Regions from separate parts of the Mus musculus genome. Here regions 1, 2, 3, 4, 6 and 7 are each linked to region 5. Evidence: chromatin contacts called from public Hi-C and promoter capture Hi-C data. All regions are on one chromosome and are shown on one strand. Each heading gives the region's core, a stretch centred on a gene start, on an enhancer-like site or on the middle of the called end of the contact. The rest is flanking DNA. Distances are from core to core; before and after follow the strand shown. Region 1 holds the start of Pkd1l3 (polycystic kidney disease 1 like 3). Region 2 holds the start of Dhx38 (DEAH (Asp-Glu-Ala-His) box polypeptide 38). Region 3 holds the start of Mphosph6 (M phase phosphoprotein 6). Region 4 holds the start of 1700030J22Rik (RIKEN cDNA 1700030J22 gene). Region 5 holds the start of Mon1b (MON1 homolog B, secretory traffciking associated). Region 6 holds the start of Cenpn (centromere protein N). Region 7 holds the start of Cmtr2 (cap methyltransferase 2).

Region 1 (2,700 bases), core at 93-2,592, 4.0 Mb before region 5:
CTCTCCTTGTCAGCCCAGTATTCTGGCAAAGGATTGTATCCAGGATGTATAAAGGGACTCCCAAAAAAAGTTATTAGGAGAATAAGTAATGCAGTCAATAAATGGCAAATGATCTGAGCTGACACTTCTCAGACAGCTGGTAAATATGGGGAGGGGAGATGCTACACACCCTGTGTTAGACTGAGTTGCCACAGAAATAAAAAAATAAACTGGCCTTCCCTGGGAACACTTTGTCCTTTTCTCAGCACAATGAAAGGTGATGGTCTCTCCGCAGGAACAAGGACCATGTACATGTGGAGTTGGGGTCTTGGGGGCAGAAGAGCCCAGTCCATCTGCAGGTCATTTCCCCTGTAGTCAGGAAGTGGTAGCTCCCAGCGGGTTTGTGTGGATCTCCTGATTAGGAGCTTCCATAGATGTCATCTGTCAATCAACTTTCCTGCCCAGAGCCTCTCAGCCCAGCTGCTGCTTAGACACCATTAACCCTTCATCCTCAGCCATCAGGAAAATACAACCCGAAGCTATGCTGGGAATCCATTTCACGTCACTCAGAATGGCCCTCATCAAAATCGGGGAAAGTTACCTTTATACACTGTTGGTGGGAGTGTAACCACGTGTAACCTGTAGCAAACAATAGGGAGGTTCCTAAAAAAACAAACTACAAGGATGCTATATGACTCTGCTATATGAAGACTAGGTGTATACCCACAGGGAATGAAGTCAGCACTCAGAAGAGAGCCTGTGTGTCCATATTAATACTCAGTACTGTTAACCATAGCCAAGCTACAGCAGTGGCTCAGGTGCCTGTAAACAGATGACAGATGAATAGATAAAAAAGAGGATATATATATATATATATATATATATATATATATATATGTGTGTGTGTGTGTGTGTGTGTGTGTGTGTGTGTGTATGTATATATGTGTGTGTGTATAGATAGATAGATAGATAGATAGATAGATAGACTTTTAATACCAACACTCAAGAGGCTGAGGCAAGTGGATCTCTCTGAGTTCAAGTCCAGCCTGGTCTACATAGTGAGTTCCAGGACAGCTAGGGATACATAGTGAGACCCTGTCTTGAAAATAACAACAACAAAAGAAAGTTTTCCTTTTCATAAAAAAGTATCCATTTTTCTGGACACATACCTCATTGCTAGGGTGCTTGTATAGAGTGCATAAGGTTCTGTGTTAGAGCCCATGCTTTAAGAACTAAGCTCGCCAAGTCTAGTAACACTGGTTTCGATATCCACCAACCTCTCCCTGCTTGCAGGTAGCTTTGGCGTCATAATGGGTCTTTATTTGCTAAAGATACATCTGGGCGTGTAGACACAGATGGAGACATTGGTGCCCCCGACTGTAAAGCCCCGTTTGCTATTCATTTGCAGCCGGTGAGAAATAGCTTCCCTAAACAAAACAAAACCTTTATCTCCTTGGCAGGTTGTTCCCAACCCACAAAAGAACAATACGGACGATTCTGACAAACTCACTGAGTCCTATTTAAAAGCCCAGGCAGCTGCCAAGCCTCCGTACATCTTCTCTCTTCTCACTCGAGCCTCCGTACATCTCTCTTCTCACTCGAGCCTCCGTACATCTTCTCTCTTCTCACTCGGCACAGAGAGAAAAATGCTCTTGCAGAGGCGGTCCTGGCTCTGGCTGTACATTAGAATCGGTGTCATTCTGGGTGATATTTTGGGACGTAAACCAAGCATCCGGGAGCAACATGGGGGAAACAGCTGCTATCAGCTTAACAGACTTTTCTGTGACTTCCAGGAAGCAGATAACTACTGCCACGCCCAGAGAGGACGCCTAGCCCACACGTGGAACCCCAAGCTTCGGGGTTTCCTAAAAAGCTTCCTGAATGAAGAAACAGTGTGGTGGGTCAGGGGAAACCTGACGCTGCCCGGATCGCATCCAGGGATAAATCAGACAGGTAGGGCTCTCGTGTTGAATGTTGAGGGGAAAAGCTTTCTTGGGCTGTGTTCTAGGGTGGAAGAAAGTCATCTTTGGCCTTTCCACTTTTTTTTTTTTTTTTTCAGATTACATTTTAAGGTATTGTTTTTTCCCTTTTTGAGATTTATTTATTTTACGTATGAGTGCTTTATCTGCACATCTACCTGCTTGCCAGAAGAGGGCATCAGATCGATTACAGATGGTTGTGAGTGTCCATGTGGTTGCTGAGAATTGAACTCGGGACCTCTGAAAGAGCAGCCAGTGCTTTTAACTTCTGAGCCATCTCTCCAGCCCCCTTTCAGCTTTTATAATCAGAAAAAGGGTTAGTTTGACCATCAATCTCTCTCCATACGCTTTCCACTTTTGTGTCTCGGCCAACATTTGTCTCCATAGCAATGGCAATGTACTTTTTCCCCCCCTGAGACAGGGTCTGTCTGTGTAGCCTTGGCTGTCCTGGAATGTGCTCTGTAGATCACGTTCCAGGCCTTGAACTCACAGAGATCCTCCTGCCTGTGCCTCCTGAGTGCTGGGATTAAAGGTGTGCACCATCATTGACCGGTGGCAATGAGCTTTTTGTCAGAGCCTGTCTAAAACTTAATTCCTGAGTCTTCATGTATGGTGTTATTTTGCTTTATTTGATTTGGGGTATCTGGAATTTTTGTTGTTTTGTTTTATATTGTGACAGTTTTGCTTTATAGTGCAAGATGTCCTGAAACTTGGTATTCAGCACAAACTGGTCTCAAACTCT
Region 2 (2,700 bases), core at 134-2,633, 4.1 Mb before region 5:
TGGCTGATGTCAAATTCATCTTTATCTAACACCACCCGATTATAAGCTTGGACCTATGTTGGACATGTAGTTAATTATTCTCATTCCGATTAAGTTTATAAAGCATGAGAACTGTGACTTTTGAATCTAGACTTCTTTTGCTGTGTTCTAATTAACATGCACAGCTCTCCCAAGGGGCGCTGCAACACAATGTGGATGAAGAAGCAAAAGTTTCCCGAGGTAGAAGAGAGAAACAAAGTCGCATCTTATATGCATATTAAGAAATCTTGACAGGAAGGCTGAGATACAACGACTTACATCCTAAAGTGTCATTTGCATGCAAGCAGAGACTACTGTCTGTCTTGTTAACAAATGGCAAAGTAAAAACCTGATTAGATATCATTTATTGAAAGCGAACAGGAAGTCAGACATTTCTCTGGACAGGAAATTATTCACAACACAGGACAAGGAAGGACTTAATTAGCGGCTCAAAATAGCAAATAAAGCGGTCCACGGCCAGACTATGGAGAAACATCGGTGACAAAGAAGCCACAATGGACTTCTCAGGTTAGCAACTGCTTACTGCATGCGTCGTTAATCCACTTGCTATTCTCAACAATACCGATAAAGGAAAAACAAGAGCCCTTTCCTCTTAGGGTTAATACTCTACTTATAGATTATCCGCCAGATCTAGTGGAGACTCTTCAGTGAGACAGGAGGAAGGCACCAGAAGCCCTACCCAGGCTCTCCAACTATCGGGTACCAGGTTCGCGTACTGCCCTAAACGAGGGCACAGGGAGGACCCCTGAATCTCCGTGGGGCCGTTCCCAAACACCGGGATGAGACCAGAACATGGACAAAGTCCGGAGAAGGCTGAATGAACTTCTCCGCTCAAGCAAATAGAGAAACTTGGGTAACAAGGACTAGAGGAACTCTGAAATCAGGGCCCAAACAGAAGCCGCGAGCCGACACCGGCCGCCTGGAGCCGCCATGGCTGCCGAAGGACAGATCTGGAAAGAGAAAGAGACGCTCACCTCACCAAGCACGACTCTCGAGGCCTTCGGTTCCTGATCTGGAGACGCCAGCGCGGCCACCGCTCGATCCGAGGGTCTCAAAGAGGCAAATTCCGCTGTTTGAAAGCGGCCATCATCGTCCCATAATGCCCTGCGCGGAGCCTTCTATCCGTCCAAAAAGACCATCGAGAGCAGCCCACAAATCCAGGGTTCCGGGACGCCAGAGTGCAACCCCGCGAACAGGCCTTCCGAGCCTCAGTCTCTTCCTCTGGGTTCAGAGTCTCCTTGCGACCAATCGCGCTTGGCGTAAGAGTCAACACCCCGCCTCTGGCTCGGGGGTGTGCAAGGGAGGACAACACGAGACCGGCCATGTTTACTAAGGGCGGAAATGACGTCACTTCCTGTCGCTGGCGGCCAGTGCAAAGTGGAAAGGAACTAAAATAATCTTGTCGGATTACCGGACTATTGACTGGGGCGCGCGGTGGCACGTTCGTTTTCTGCGTCCGTGTTTCTCACTTCCGTTTGGGAGGATTTTTTTTTTTTTTTTTTTTTTTTTTTCCTGTCGGAGGAAGCGTTTCTAAGGATACAGCCCAGGTTAGTTGGGGTCTTTCCCAGGATGGCAGTGAGGAAAGAGGCAGTTGTGCCCTAGCTAACCGGTGGAGGAGCCCGGGTTGCTGACATGTAGACCGAAGTGTCCTCCATGGCACCTGTGAACCAGGGGGAACCCAACCACCAGGTTCTTATCAAAAACATGCGTTGGGTGTTTTGTAGACGTCAGCCCTGACGTAGATTAAAGTGACATACCGCTGTAATCCCAGCAGTTGTGAGGTTTAGGCATAAAGATTGCCACAAGTTTGAGGCCACTCTGGGGTACTAAGCGAGATCCTTGGAAAATAAGTTCATGTTCAGATATGTCCTTTGGTTATATCTTAGGATGCTTATTTCCATTATCCTATGAAAGCATTACACGTTAAGTTTCTACAAAAAAGAAGAATCAGACTTTACATACTGCTTCCGAATCTTTTCTTAGTAGCTGTATAAGATAGTTCGCAAGACTACTACTATCAGTGCCCTGTTGACAGACATGAACATAGGTCTTTGTGTCTATGTTCATATTCTCAAAAGTAGAGCTGTTGTGTAAAGAGGAGGCCAGTTTTCTTTCCAAAGAGCTTTTGCATCCAAATTCCAACGAAGTAGGCATGCCTCCGCTCTCTCTCCATTCTGAGTGTTACCGTCTCACTTGGTGTTTGTAGACTCAATGCATTTCTTAAATCTGCCTTTTAACTTGCTATCCTTTGTCTACGTGCAAAACTTGGCTTTCCAAATGTGTTTAGTGTTCATAATTTTTATGATTCTCCATTTGCATCCCTCATGCGAACACTGTCTTGGATGTGGTGTCGCTTTCCCCCTCCTTCCAACATCTGGCCTGTAGCACACCGACCCTCTCTGGTGACACGCCACACTCCCCCTTCCTCTTTTTATTACTAGTACGGGATTTGCTTACGTGAATTCTAACGGCGAGACGGGTCCAAATTCTCTTTGTGTTTCTCTTTCATCAGTAATTTGTTCTACACTCACAGTTGATGAAACCCCTCCTGGAAGTCAGCTTCCCTATTTAAAGGGTGACCTACAGGCTGGAGAGATGGCTCAGAGGTTGAGACCACTGACTGCTCTTCCACATGACCAGGGATTCAGCTCCCAGCACCCA
Region 3 (2,700 bases), core at 65-2,564, 4.2 Mb after region 5:
CTCCTGCCTCCACCTCCCAAGTGCTGGGATTACAAATGTGTGCCATCAAAGCCACTTCAGCTGGCTCAACTTCAAATTTAAAAATCATGGGCTGGGGAAGTTGGCTCAGTGGCTAAGAGCACCCTTGACTCTTGCCTAAGTCCTGGTACTCATACCTGCTGACTTAAAACTCCAGTTTCAGGGGCTCCAACACTCTCTTCTGGCCTTCGCAGGCACCTGAACACACATGGTATATATACAGCTATGCATGCACACACACAAAGGGAAACTCATTTTGTTTAAAAGTTAGTGGAGAACTCATTTCACCCCACTAACATTTTCTCCATTCCCACCACGAAGACAACCTTCACCCAGAACACAGGAACTTTTTTAGCTCATCCTTTTGGCTGTGAGCTTTCACGTTGTTGGGCTGGGCCTTTCTGATTAACCATCATCCACAGTTCAGTTAAAGTGGCCTTAAAAAAACAATAACTAGCCAGGCGTGGTGGCGCACGCCTTTAATCCCAGCACTTGGGAGAGGCAGAGGCAGGCAAATTTCTGAGTTCGAGGCCAGCCTGGTCTACAGAGTGAGTTCCAGGACAGCCAGGGCTACACAGAGAAACCCTGTCTCGACCCCCCCCCCCCCCAACAAACAAACAAACAAACAAAAAGCAATTAACTCAGAAAACAGTTTCCTCCTGCTCATGAGGCAACAGGAACAAAACTTCAGCCTGGCTTACAATTCCTTGGATGTGTGACCACTAAGATTTCCAGCCTCATTTTATGCTCCTTGTCTTTCAGACGTCCGAGCTACCTTTAGTTCTTTGCAACGTCCCTGATTTTCTCCTTCTTAGCTTCTGGACTCACTTTCCCTCAGTTTAGGACACTACCTGCCATCCCTCACGTTGTTCCTCCTTAGGGACCACTTCTCGCGAGAAGTCTAACTTCCCAGGCGGCCCAGACACTAAAGCCACCACAGCACTCAACTCTGCAGGCTCTGATGAACGTTGTGCAGGCTCCCTCCCCACATCAGGCTAAGCAAAATCTCACCCCTGGTGCCCAAAGGCCCGCAGGCTGAGCGAATGAATGGGGTGCGCTGGCCGCGGCCATCCCGAGCCAGTCTGCCCATCGCTTCGGCCCGAGTCCCACTACGGAACATCTCGGAGCTCAGCAGCCTCCCCGCCCGACAACCCAGCATTCCCGACCTCAGCACCTTCATGCGCAGCAGGTTCTTGGATAACTTAGTCTTGCGCTCCGACGCCATGTTGGACGCACTTGCAGAGGCTTTCCCGCCGCACTGCGCTTGCGCACGGTCAAGAGCGGAGCTAGATAAGACGACGCTCTAGACCCGCCCGGGCCACGTCGCTTACAGGCGTGGCAGAGCTTTAGCTCCGCCCCCGCGCCGTTGCCACGCCCCCGATTAGGCACACCCATCGCGCTGCCCCGCCCTAGTGCTCGGAGCTGCTTCTGGCTTCTCCAGCTCCCGGAGCGCGTCTCTCCGCAAAGAGCTGTGGTAAGAGCTCGGGCCACCGCGGGGCGACTGCGATTCAGGGTCCCAGGGCTAAACTCAGGAAAGGCGGATTAAGGGGAGGACGCTGGAGCTGTAGGCGGGGCCTCCACGACACCCGAGGACTCCCTAACGACCCGGTCTGGAAGTTCCTTGCTGAGGTCCTAGCTGAGGCCGCTGAGGTTGCTGCCAGAGTTTAAAAGTTTTAAAAATACGAATGGTGGCTTTCTATGAAGCGTGTTTTCTAGAACTCTCAGTAGCCCTGAGCCGCTGGTGTCGCTATGCTCTGTCCCAGAGTGAAGGAGGTGGTCACAAACCCAGGCTGCGTGATAGCTGTAGGGCTGCACACAAACCGTGGAAGACTGATGAATATGCATACACCTGTTCGCTGTGCATCTTGGAGCCTGAAGGATTTCCTTCTGGAATGGGAAGAATGGCAGGAACTAGCAAGAGCTGTACGCAAGGCGACAACTTGTGAAGGGGCCAGGGGTGGTTTAATGGGTGAAAACACTTGCTGCCAAGCCCGAGGAGGACATGAGTTTGATCCCCGGGACCCCCGTGATGGAAGGGCAGAATGGACTTCCACAAGTTGTGGTGCCGTACCTCGTAAGTATACGGAAGGACACATCACTGGCATGTAATAAGCAACCCGCTGGAGAAGTGGTAAAGTCGAGATTCATAAAGCATTCCGGATATTAAACGCCCTGCAGGTTTTCTCAGTGGAGTAAATAAAGACATAATGTGTTAAGTGGTTACAGAAACACATTTACTCATAACTGTCAGTGAGACATGGGTGAGCACCAAGGGGCTAAAGACACATTCCCACCCTTTCCTGGAGCTACATTAGAAAGCAGTAAATACCGTGGAAGGAAGAAAATGGCTGCAGCCAGTGACTTTTAGGGTCACTTTAAATTTAATCCAGGGTGGCCCTCTTCAGATCAAAGTGGGAAGGCTTGAAAGTCAAGAAAATATCGTTATATGAAGCCTTGGTGGTAGAATGTACCAAAAATAAAAAATAAAATAAATAAAAATCCTGCTATCTTGTTACCGGACTAACCATATATGGCAGACTTATGTCTCCTTCCATTCAAATACTGAAGTCCTGACCCCCATTATTTCAAAATGTGACTGTGTTTGGAGACAGGGCTTTTCAAGAGACAACCTTTAGGACGAACCCACATCCAGTGTGGCTGGTAGCCTTTCTTCCCCTGTGC
Region 4 (2,700 bases), core at 64-2,563, 3.3 Mb after region 5:
GCTACCATGTAGGTTCTGGGTATTGAACCTGGGCCCTCTGCAAGAGCAGCCAGTGCTCTTAAACTCCTTAGCTATCTTTCCAGCCCATATTTTTCCATTTTCTTAAACTCGTGTTTTTACACACATGGTGTGCACATCAGGTACCCCTGCTCTCTTCCTCACCTGCCTTAGTCCCTTGAGACAGTTTCTCAGTGAGCCTGAAGCTTACCATTTTCAGGTTAGGCTTCCTGGCTTACAAGCCCATGCATTTCTTCTCGAATGGGCTTGAGAAAGAAGATGGCTCCGTCATACAGTGCTTGCCACACAGGTAGAGAAAACAGAGTTAAGGGCCCCAGTACCCACACAAAAAGCCAATTGCTATAATGAATGAAAGCCTTTAATTCCAGCGCCAGGAAGCAGAGACAGGAGGATTCCTAGAGCTTGCCAGCTAGCCAGGCTAGCCAAATCAGTGAACTCTGGGTTCAGCGAGAGAACATGTCTCAAAAAAAAAAAAATAAATAAATAAATAAATAAAAATAAGGTGACTGAGGGCTGGAGAAATGGCTCAGCAGTTAAGAGCACTTGCTACTCTTGCCAAAGACCCACGTTCGTTCCTGGCACCCACATAGCAACTTACAACAGCCAATAATTCCACTTGCAGGGTAGGGCGTGTGCCATTTCTATGTCAACCATTTCCAACTCGTGCCCTTTTTCATTTTTGCCTAGGTTCTAGATTTCTGTTTTGGACGGGGTTTCATTCCGCCCCTTTTTTTCCGGCTCTCTGAATTCACTAAGGGCTGGGTCCTGAAAGGATGGCCTTCTGAGGGCTCCCAAGGCTCACGGCAGACGGAATCTCGCGCCCACGCCTTCCCACCTGGTTTCTCCCTTTTACTAATAGTCCCTGCACACTCCTTCATGCCGCATAAGTTCCTTCCCTCCCTCCAAGAGGCTCCCTACACGCTACAAGCTGAGAGTTTACCCTTCCTTCAGAAGATCAAGAGGGCTGCATCAAGCTCCTTCCATTGAAACCTCAACCACGCCCCCACAGACCACGCCTATCAAACGGCTCCTCCCTGAGGCCCAAGCGGCTCCCTAGGCCCCGCCCAGTCCAGGCTACCCCAGAACCGTACCCCATCTTCGTCTCGCTTACCCACCCTGAAGATTGCTTCCTTCCGCGGCTCTGCCGCCCGTGAAGTGTCTAGGGAGTGTTCCCCGGGGTGAGGACGTGGCCACAGCCACTCAGACGCTCCTACGGGGCCGCGAGGTAAGGAAGGTCCGGAGCGGCAAGTCGCGGCCCCCAAGAGCCGGGCTGTTGCCCTAGGTTACGGCCGCGTCGGAGGCGGGCCTAGGTGCAGGCATGCCGGAAGTGACGTAACCCCGCAACAAACCAGCTCAAGGGCGGAGTCCCCTCTGAGGGCGGGGCTAAGGAGCATTCCCGTCGCTCTGTGCGTGGTTGCTAGGTGCCGCGTTGCCAGACGCTTCGAGAGCTTCGCAGGCACTGGCGACGTTGGGCGGCCAAGTTGCGCTGCAACAGCCTTTTGCCTTCTAGAAGGAATGCCTCAGAGGCCACACAAACAGTGTCTGGAGATTTGGCCACTTCTTCCTTTGGGCAGAATCGTCCCTTCCTTCTTGGGATCCCGTGTTGAAAGCGAGAGCAGAACTTCGCGGGACGACTCATTCCTAGTTGCATAATTTTGAGACCGAGTCTTCCTTGTTTTGTAGCCTGGTGCGGTCTCGAACTCATGGCAACCCTCCTTCCTCGATGTCCTAAATCAACATTGAAGGGATCGAGGGCGTGGGCTTCCACACCTGCTGACAGGAAGGATTTCTGGTTTTGTTCTTTTTGGTGCTGCCCACTTTAGTGGGGCAGAAGCAGCAGTTTCTCGCGAGGGGGCCGCCCACTTCTCCACTATGCTGCCCTTGGTGCCCAACTCATGTCTAGTTCCAAGGTCCCTTTGCTTTCTGGTTTAAAAAGTATTAAGAAAACAAGTCTCCAAAAGCAGGCTGAGTCAAAGGCTTTTGGAAAAAATGGCTAAGAATTACTACTTTTTACACTTATAGCATTATATAATATATATACAGTATAGCATATATACAATCGATAGCATAGATTTATAGCATTAACGGCCTCTAAAGATGTGATGTATATGACACATGAAGTTGGAACAAAGTCCTCTTCTAGACTGTGAATATTTGTTATTTCCCCCATATATATGAGGGAAATACTTTAACAAGCATATATGATAGATATTGTAATTATATTGCTATACCAGCGTATCTAATGGGCTATGACACATATTTCTAAAATTTTCTATGTATTTTTGGATTTATGCGTATGAGTGTTCTGCCTGTGTATATGTATGTACACCATGTTCATACTGGACAGTCATAAAGACACACTCTTTCATTGTTTTCTAGGTTCGCCTGCTAGACAGCGAGTCTGTCACCAAGATGTGTCTCCGTTCCTCGGTGTTTTGAGGTAGGCTTTCACTATGACGTCTAGTCTGGCCTCCAACAGCTTCCTTCTGTCTCTGAATGCTGGAATTACAAGCACATGCCACCAGACCTGGCCACTCAACCATGATCTTTACAACCGAAGGTAGACAAGTCTTTTCAACAGCCACAGAAAAGCTCAGAAGTGGGGGTGGGGAAGGGGGCAGGTCAAATTTTCCAGTCTGCTGCAGCAGAGTCTGCAGTTCCATACCACTGGTCTTTTTCATA
Region 5 (2,700 bases), core at 179-2,678:
AGGCGGGAAGCAGAGTAATCCTTGCCACTTGGTGAGTGAGAAGCCAGCCCGGGGTACCCGAAACCCTGTATCCAAAACAGAAATCCTCGACCTTTATGTCATTATGTCGTCGTCGTCGTTGTTGTTATTTTAACTCTATTTTCTCTGATAATAATATAGTAACACTCAGAGACACAAACTGCGAGGCTTCAAGCAGTCTCAAAGACCAATGTACAGAAAGACCTAAAAAACGGACCTGGACGTCCAGAACAGGGATATTCACACCCTCATTCTAAACCTAAAGGCAATGGCAGGTGCTGGAGCAGCACTGTAATCTACTCTGACTTGGGTTTAGGGCCAGATAGAGGGTGAGGGAGGAGGATCGCGAGTTTAAGGCCAGCCTGGGTTATTAGGAGCCTGTGACTCAAAACCAAAATGAACAACACTTAGTTTGGAGCGACTTCTGGCCGCCTAGATACACCTATCCCCGCTCCACAGCCTTAAGGAAGAGAGCATCTAGGTGCTTCTGTTCACAAGATTCCTCACTGCTGTTGCTGCCCCTGGCCCATCATACATAGTAGCCAATGGTGATACCCGGAGGTAGGTGCGGCAGAATTCTCAGCCAACCAGAACGCAGCGGTCCCTGACAACCACACCCCCCACTCCGCTATTGGATTAGGCTGCCGATCTGGTTGGCTCGGCCCACAGAACCTCTCCTTGCTAGTGGGGTGCGCTCGTGTTGCCCGCACACACTAGCCCTAAGCAGCTTGCTTTTGTTTCCGTAAGCTCCCCTCGCAGGCTGGCGGAGTCCAGAATCCCAAGAGTCAGTCCCACCAGCAGAGCCCGCCTCTTGCTTCAGCATCCGAGTCCCATAGGCTGACTGGGCTGCGGGCGACGTTCCGATTGGAAAGAGAGCTGTCCGTCAAGCATACGCTCCGCCCTGCCCCTATAATTGAATAAAAGAGCGTGAAGTTGTCTCAATACTGGGGACGCGAGTTCATTGGTTCGGCATTCTCTCATTCCAGCAAAGACCGGAACAGGAGTGAGGTTTCGGTTAGAAACAGGGAGATGTCAGTCAAGGGATGAGCAGTGGCTTTCGCCAATTAGCGCACACTATCTGCGGAGGCTCCACCAGAATGGGGCGGGACATAAGGGAGAGCCTACTCTTGATTGGGTGAGAGGGACTAGGTCCCGCCCCCTCGACCTAGTAGATTTCCAGGCCGCGCCCCCTTCAGCCGGTAGCCCTTGGTACGCGAAGTGGGCCGGTCTGGCCCCACTTCACAGCCGATCCTGGCTGCGTCCGGTGGAAGGACGCGCAGATTCCACAGAGTTCCGGGAGAGTCCCGCGCTATCCTTACGGTGAGGGAACGCAGCGTGTGGCTGCCATTGGCACTCCGGGGAGTCAATACGGCCGTGAAACCGGAAGTGTCCCGGGGAGGCGTCGCTTCCGGAAGTGTGGCAAGTCCCCACCACACCAGGAAGTGTGGTGCGGCAGCGGCTCCTCAAAGTGTTGCTGTCCACCCAGTTGAGATAAGAGGTTGAAACAGGTGTTGATGTACCGTGTTGGCAGAAGCCCAGCGGAGCGTCACCCATCCGAAAGTGCCGGAGGGTGCAAGTATTTGGTCATGGTTTTGAATGTCGCGTCCTGTCGAAAACCGTAGGGGAAACCGCACTAGGAATGTATCCGGGGGGTCTGGCTCCCTGAAGGCTTGTAAGAAGTTTTCTGTTGCTGCCCATCACCCTCGATTCCCCTTCTCTCCAGGGATGTGCAGATGGAGGCCGGAGGAGATAATGCTGTCCCAGCCCCCGGGGGCGTGGAGGACTTGGTGGACACGCAGTTCCCCAGAGAGGAGGCTGGAGACAGTGAAAGGGTTCACGCAAGCACGCTGGATCCCGGAGATGGGGACCCGGAGGACACAGGTATAGCTTCCCTCAATAAAGCCTTGGAAGCAAACCCCCAGGGCTTGTCATTGCTAGCTGAGCGGGAAGAGATCAGTGGGAGACCAGTGGGCAGTCTTTGGGAACCCAAGAAAGTAGCTTGAGGCATAGCTCTCAGTCAGTCGTTGGACACAGACTTGCTGACTTAATTGAAATCGTTGAGAAATGACATAGAAGCCAATGGGTGTCAGCTGTTGTCCGGAAGGGGCAGCATTGTGCCTCTACAAATGTATTCTATGGTGGGTGGTGGTGGTGGTGGTGGTGGTGGTGGTGGTGATAGTGTCAAGGCTAGGAAGATGGACTGTGCTGGTTTGCCCGGAACAGTCCCATTTTAACAATGGTGTTCTCACATCCTGGGACACCCTTCTGTTGCAAGGAAATTAGAATGTACTTGACCTGAGTGTACCACCTTAAAGAAACAAAGGGGGCATAGTTGGGTCCCAAAAGGGTTGTCTTGATGGGAGTTCCTTGATGGGAATTGAGACGTGTTGCTTGGGTATTTGGGAACATGGGAATATCGGTACGCAATTAAGAACATAGGAAAACACTTGAGGGTGAAAAAATCAGATGGGGTTGCAAATGGATGATTGTCCTTGGGTGAGTCAGTAGACATCAGAGGCGGTGGGAAGAAAGCAAGGGGCTTCATTATGGGATTTAAAGTGATAACTCTGGGCGGAAAACTGTGGGAACCGTGAAAACCTTGTGGGTTAGTGATTGTTAATGGTGGCCATTGGTGGAGTGGGGGCCCAGACCTGGAGGAAAATAAGAACTGTCATGTAAAGG
Region 6 (2,700 bases), core at 114-2,613, 3.3 Mb after region 5:
AAGCGAGTTCCAGGACAGCCAGGGCTACACAGAAAAACCCTGTCTCGAAAAACCAAAAAAAAAAAAAAAAAAAAAAAGAATAGGCCTCCTCTGCATCATTCTGGAACAATCTCCTACTAGTGCCAGGTAGGCAGGTAAGTAGTCTGCTAAGACCAGGGAAATTTTAGAGGAAAAAAGAAATAAATGTCTGCTGAATGTTGACATTTAACACTGAAAATGGAGAGGCGTATTTTCACTTCGATCAACCAAATACCAAGGCCTGGATGTACAAGACAGAAAAGATGTCAAGAGAATCCCTTTGCCAAGGCAAAGTTGCATACATTTAAAGTGGGTTTTGTTACTAACACAGGGTCTAGTGTAGCCTCAAATTCCTTATGTTGCTGAGGGTGACCTTGAATTCCTGATTCTTGCCTCCACCACCTCCCCAGAGCTGAGATTGAAGCAAACCATCCTACCCTCCTTGCCTGGGGTTTTGTTTGATTTCGAGAAGTTTTAACAGAGGCTTCTAATACATCTATTGTGAAAACACTCACAGTCGTCCTCGAAGCCTATCTAACGGACCCTAAACATTACTTTCCTTGTCAAGTGTACCGTGGGGGATCTTTACAGATACCCACATCACCAGCCAGTCCAGTGACTTTTCAGTAAAGAAACTTTTGACGGCAGCTCCCTAGATTAGTTATCAGCCAGAACAGTTAGCTCAATGCGCCCTCAGTGTCACGCATCTCCAAAGTTTTGCAGCAGGGTACGCGCACTCGACCAGGCGCGCGCCCAAGGTCGCAATGCCAGCGAGCGGCGGGCAGATCTCAGCAGTGTGACAGCTCATGCCCGCGGCTCACCAAGAAGAGTGTTCCTAGTAAAGGTCCAAGGGCAGGGACATGGGTGAACCTAGCGCGGCGTGGGAAGCTAAAGAGCCGCGTCCTTCCGCCACAGGCAGCCAGATGCCCGGAGGCTGAAGGACACCCGACACTCACCGTCACTCAGCCCCTACAAGAAGCACAGAAAGAGAAGTCACCGACACGGAGCCCGCAGCTCCCTTAGGACTTGCAAGCACCGACGCTCCGCGCATGCGTCATCCTGCATGCATCGCTCCGCCTGGACCGGTCCACTGTCCCATGCTGAGGGGGATCTAGGGCCATCCCACCGGGGCTCGGCGGGGACAGCACACAGAGATGACTGCCAGGTGGAATTCGAGACGGAGAACAATTATATTTACATGATCCTGTCTCTGAGTACAGCGACTCTGGGGATCTAAAGCGTTTTCCATCAGGCGCCCACAGCCGCGTCCCCCCGTGCAGCCGAAGCAGTGCGGAGGGCTTGCCAGGTGGGCGGGGCCCGAGCGGCCATTGGCGGCTTCAAAAGCACCTCGGCGGGAACCGCTGCAGAGACGGCGGGCGATGTGGACTGGTAAGGCAGCCTCAGCGACACCGAATTGGACTCGGAGGCGGCGGGAGGACTACAGGAGCCAGGCCTCAGACATCTACGGGGGCCTTGCCACGGCGCAGTTCCGCCACGGGATCTTAGCCTAGGAGTGACACTAGTGGAGGCCGGGTCCGGGCCAAGAGGGCCGGGATGAGCGTCCATGGCGTCATATCCGCCCGGAGTGGGGCGGGGTTTTATGTCCCTTGGCGTTTATGCCATGGAGGCTCCGGGCTGCCCGCTCAAGAGCTGCTTTACTTTGATCCTTAGGTTCCGTCGAGCCTAGGTGTCAGCTCTCTAATTCCTAGCCTCGCCTCAGTTTTTGTCCATGCCTCCTGTTGCTATACTCCTTGTGCTCCATGCGGGTCTACCGGATCGTTATTGTCACGTGTACATTCAACAGCCTTGTCTTAGCTGCTACCATGAATAAAGCGCTAGAAAATAGAAATTGAAATAGTAACAGGGCAGAAAGTTCACTCAAAGACTTGCTAACTTTGTTGATGTGTTACGCCCTTTCTGTCATTTCTTTTAGGAAGGGCATGGTGCAGATAGATCACTCAGAATTAAGAATCTTCGGAAGTGCTAAGGATTGGGCACCCCACCCCGAAGGCCCTGATCTCCGAAGTTTATAGCCGCATCTGGCCTGGTCAGTACTGGGATAGGAGAAATGCCTGCTTTGCATACACTCTCCTCTAATTTACCTCACTGAGGATCAGGAAAACGCTCTCAGATGTTGTCACGAACAAGGTGTTGGTTTAATAGTTGACAGACAGTGGAACTATATCCTTCCCTTGTGCATACCGCTTAGGGTGGGTATCCAGTCACTCTTCCATCAGTCATTAGTCAAGTGCATATGAGATTGTTCTTGGGTGACCAGACTCGCTGTGTGATTTGGCTCATGGTGACTGAAATTGCTAGGATCAGAACCCCCCAGCCCTGGCAGCCCTAACAAGCTAGGCTCCATAGGCCACTTAAAAGGACAAGTCTTTTGTTTGTTTGTTTGTTTGTTTGTTTTGTTTTTTCGAGACAGGGTTTCTCTTTATAGCCCTGTCTGTCCTGGTACTCACTTTGTAGACCAGGCTGGCCTTGAACTCAGAAATCCGCCTGCTTCTGCCTCCCAAGTACTGGGATTAGAGATGTGCGCCACCACCGCCTGGCTAAAAAAGACAAGTCTTAAATGAGAGGCAGAAAAGAGACATGTATTCAGTGTGGCCACACTGGGAAGAGCAAAGAGGTCTAGTGACCCACACACCAAGTGTTGAGTCCTGAAACAGAAGATTC
Region 7 (2,700 bases), core at 124-2,623, 3.4 Mb before region 5:
TTACAACAACATATTAGAAAGTCCCCAAACAGGTCCATTCGTAATATCACCAGTCTAGAAACTAAACAGTCAGCCTTCAGTAGAAGAACTGATTAAAGTCAACCCACAGAATGACAAACCCCTTGCAATATAAATTTTAAAGACACAAGACAATACAGATGAAAACATTTTAAATAATAAATTGAACAGGGAGAGGCTGAGAAGAGTCAAAGTGTAATGATTGAATTATGTGAAATTCTAGACCAGATCATCTAAATTAGGGTGATGGGAAATACAGTGATAGCTGCTTCTTGAGGGTGGAAGACTAGGAAGGAACTTAAGGGAGCTTTTCTAAAATATTCAGTAGGTATTTGCCTGCTCCACAAGAGGAATTCATGCCTTGTATTAGTTATGGCCCAAACCCATAACTAACAAATCGTGGGCTCTAAGGGAGAGTCCACTGATTTTTTTTTTTTTCTCTAAATGGTCAAGTTGCCAAACTGCCTTCTGAATACGGTGCTCTTCCCTCATCTCTGTCAAAGTTCTGAGAAGTGACTGACAGCTCAGCCATAGACAGGCCATCTACATAACACCTGCTCAGGGAAGGGGAGTGCAGAAGAGTGGGTGAAAAGAGTGGGAGAGCGAGAGGATGAGGGAAGTGCTGTGAAGCGCTTTCCTCTAAAAAGGATGGCTGTTACACTTATAAACGCACAGCAGCTGTGGCTACCCCACAGCTGGGGAGGTGGAGACAGGTGGATACCAGTGACTAGCTGGACAGTCTAACCTAACTAGAGAGTCCCAGGCCTGAGAGTCCATCCTCTGGTATCCCTGGCTGACATGGAACTCTCTATGTAGACCAGAGTGACTTAGAACTCAGAGATCTGTTTCCCTCTGGCTCATGAGAGCTGGGATCAAAGGCTTGTGGCACTACACCGGGTGGTTTTCTTTTTCCTTGGTTTATTAATATGTAAACACACCAAGTGATGATACTTCCGTTTCTTTAATTTGGTTTTGCACTCAAGTTATCCATTGAGCTTCAATTTTAATGCAGTCTCTCCTAGGAACTAGCATCTATCTATCCAGGGTAAACCTTCGGGTACCAAAGCCCAGTTCCGTTGCCATGGCGACCCGCTGAGACGGACAAGTTTCTCCGCACCAGAGCTCAGCTCCAGGAGTTGCCACCCTCCCGAGTGACGTCGATGCGCGTGACGATAGGCCTCCCGGAAGGCGCCTGTGCAGTGTGGCTGTCAGAGCCTCGCAGCCGGTGGGGGCGTGGTCTGGAGGAGGATCTGGCTCCAGTTGCGCGTGCGCAGGTCCGGGCGGTCTTCCAGGCGCTCCCTCCTCTTTGTCCGCGACCCGGTTGCCAAGTACGCAGAGGAGACGCCACCCCCGGAAGCTGTTCCCGGGAGCGGAAGTGGCAGGTGGCTCGTTAGAGTGAGGACCGCGTGTGCGGTGCTACTCTGCTCCTGCTCGAGGGGCTCTGGTGGGCGTGGGCTGAAGGAATGCGGACCCGGCTTCTCGGTGAGTGACAGTTCCCGGACGGTTCGCTGCGGGCAAGGGGCGGGGCTGCTCAAATGAGTGTTTGAGAGGTGGCTGTCCCAGGACCCAGTGTGAGCACTGCACATGCCCCAGTGTTTTTATTTCCTAGGAAAAGTTGGCGGGACCATTGCTAACACTCCCTATGCTCACTTAGACCTGACAGCTGTTGAGAACTTAAAGGCTTTGGTGTTGGACTTACAAATTTTATAATCATTTCCTTGTGGCTTTGGACAGGAAGCTTCCTGTCTTCCACTTGGAGCCTGCAAAATAATACAGTTGATACTCATCAGCCTCACATGCACTTTGGAAACGGCATGCATTTAGTTGAAAAAAAATTTTATGCATTTAATTGAAATTTTTTTTGTTTTTAAGTCGTACATTGAAATGCTAGGGTGAAATTGAAATGCATTATTCTGTTCAGAGCTTTGTCTTTTGGGCTAAGTGTAATATTCGTCCATTTATCCAGTTAATGTTAGTGTACTTAAGTGCCCACCAGCCACTGTTGGAACCTTTTGGGGTGGCATGTAAGTGAGCAAAATAAAAGATAACTGTCCTGCAGAAGTGCGGAGCTTACATTCTGGTTTGAGGAAGTTGAGAACGACAAGTCACAAACAGAACACAGGGGAAAAGAAATAAGTGATAAACATGAATGCCGTGGGAGAAAGTGAGGTAAGGGCCATGGGGAGCCCGAGATGCAATTTCAAAATAAGTGTGTTAGGATAGGCTTCACAGAGTAAAGTGCCTTCCAGCAAATACCAGGAGGAGCTGAGGGGATTAGCTAGATAGATACTTGGGGGAGTAAAGCCCAGGTAGAGCTTGCCTCTTAGTATTGAGCAAAGTGTTCCAACGTGGTGTGGCCTGGGTCTTCAGTGAACAGCAGGCTTGTGTGGCTGGAGTGGAATGGATAAGGGGGCGGTAATATTAAGAATGAGTTGGCAGCAAGGCTCAAGTACAGTCAGGAACCTTGGAGCGTTTGAATCCTTTTAGTTGTTTGCAAGTGAAGGCAATTATCCACTTAATTTCGGTAAGATTTCACAGCTTAACCACAGCCACTAATTAGTATGTGAAGTTAATGACTAAAAGTAGACTTTTTTTTTCCCCCCAAAATAGAATGTATTGGAGGTCTAAATGTAGCTGCGGTTCCCAGTAAGCACAGCGTGGATCAAGACAGATGAGCTCATT

What was found. Promoter capture Hi-C pulls out the DNA fragments that hold promoters and counts their contacts. A called contact is a pair of places that touch in the nucleus more often than the background predicts.
Region 1: a Hi-C map of CD8 T cells shows a contact between it and region 5, with 5 times the contacts expected there. The contact joins the promoter of Pkd1l3 here to the promoter of Mon1b in region 5. A contact is called at or near these places in 3 of 484 Hi-C or Micro-C datasets (CD4 T cells and CD8 T cells).
Region 2: a contact with region 5 is called in a Hi-C map of regulatory T cells, with 8 times the contacts expected there. The contact joins the promoter of Dhx38 here to the promoter of Mon1b in region 5. A contact is called at or near these places in 2 of 484 Hi-C or Micro-C datasets (CD4 T cells and regulatory T cells).
Region 3: a contact with region 5 is called in a promoter capture Hi-C map of pre-B cells. The contact joins the promoter of Mphosph6 here to the promoter of Mon1b in region 5. A contact is called at or near these places in 1 of 39 promoter capture datasets (pre-B cells) and 2 of 484 Hi-C or Micro-C datasets (CD4 T cells and rod photoreceptor).
Region 4: a contact with region 5 is called in a Hi-C map of uterus, with 5 times the contacts expected there. The contact joins the promoter of 1700030J22Rik here to the promoter of Mon1b in region 5. A contact is called at or near these places in 5 of 484 Hi-C or Micro-C datasets (CD4 T cells, CD8 T cells, muscle stem cells and 1 more).
Region 6: a Hi-C map of uterus shows a contact between it and region 5, with 2.9 times the contacts expected there. The contact joins the promoter of Cenpn here to the promoter of Mon1b in region 5. A contact is called at or near these places in 1 of 39 promoter capture datasets (liver) and 3 of 484 Hi-C or Micro-C datasets (CD4 T cells, muscle stem cells and uterus).
Region 7: a Hi-C map of CD8 T cells shows a contact between it and region 5, with 5 times the contacts expected there. The contact joins the promoter of Cmtr2 here to the promoter of Mon1b in region 5. A contact is called at or near these places in 1 of 39 promoter capture datasets (pre-B cells) and 6 of 484 Hi-C or Micro-C datasets (B cells, CD4 T cells, CD8 T cells and 2 more).

The regions. Positions count from the first base shown.
Region 1 is chr8:109,612,892-109,615,591 of GRCm38.p6, forward strand. Pkd1l3 (polycystic kidney disease 1 like 3) reads left to right here and starts at 1,343. Exons shown (of 33, transcript NM_001286454.2): 1 at 1,343-1,932. The coding sequence starts at 1,626.
Region 2 is chr8:109,564,478-109,567,177 of GRCm38.p6, forward strand. Dhx38 (DEAH (Asp-Glu-Ala-His) box polypeptide 38) reads right to left here and starts at 1,384. Exons shown (of 27, transcript NM_178380.2): 1 at 1,014-1,384. Txnl4b (thioredoxin-like 4B) reads left to right here and starts at 1,415. Exons shown (of 4, transcript NM_175646.4): 1 at 1,415-1,586.
Region 3 is chr8:117,800,660-117,803,359 of GRCm38.p6, forward strand. Mphosph6 (M phase phosphoprotein 6) reads right to left here and starts at 1,315. Exons shown (of 5, transcript NM_026758.4): 1 at 1,193-1,315. The coding sequence starts at 1,243.
Region 4 is chr8:116,977,646-116,980,345 of GRCm38.p6, forward strand. 1700030J22Rik (RIKEN cDNA 1700030J22 gene) reads right to left here and starts at 1,314. Exons shown (of 3, transcript NM_027103.3): 1 at 1,134-1,314.
Region 5 is chr8:113,634,371-113,637,070 of GRCm38.p6, forward strand. Mon1b (MON1 homolog B, secretory traffciking associated) reads left to right here and starts at 1,429. Exons shown (of 5, transcript NM_173015.3): 1 at 1,429-1,899. The coding sequence starts at 1,752.
Region 6 is chr8:116,920,377-116,923,076 of GRCm38.p6, forward strand. Cenpn (centromere protein N) reads left to right here and starts at 1,364. Exons shown (of 12, transcript NM_028131.3): 1 at 1,364-1,407; 2 at 1,952-2,065. It overlaps Cmc2 (COX assembly mitochondrial protein 2), which reads right to left and starts at 1,060. Exons shown (of 4, transcript NM_026844.3): 1 at 975-1,060.
Region 7 is chr8:110,216,587-110,219,286 of GRCm38.p6, forward strand. It overlaps Cmtr2 (cap methyltransferase 2), which reads left to right and starts at 1,374. Exons shown (of 2, transcript NM_146215.4): 1 at 1,374-1,500.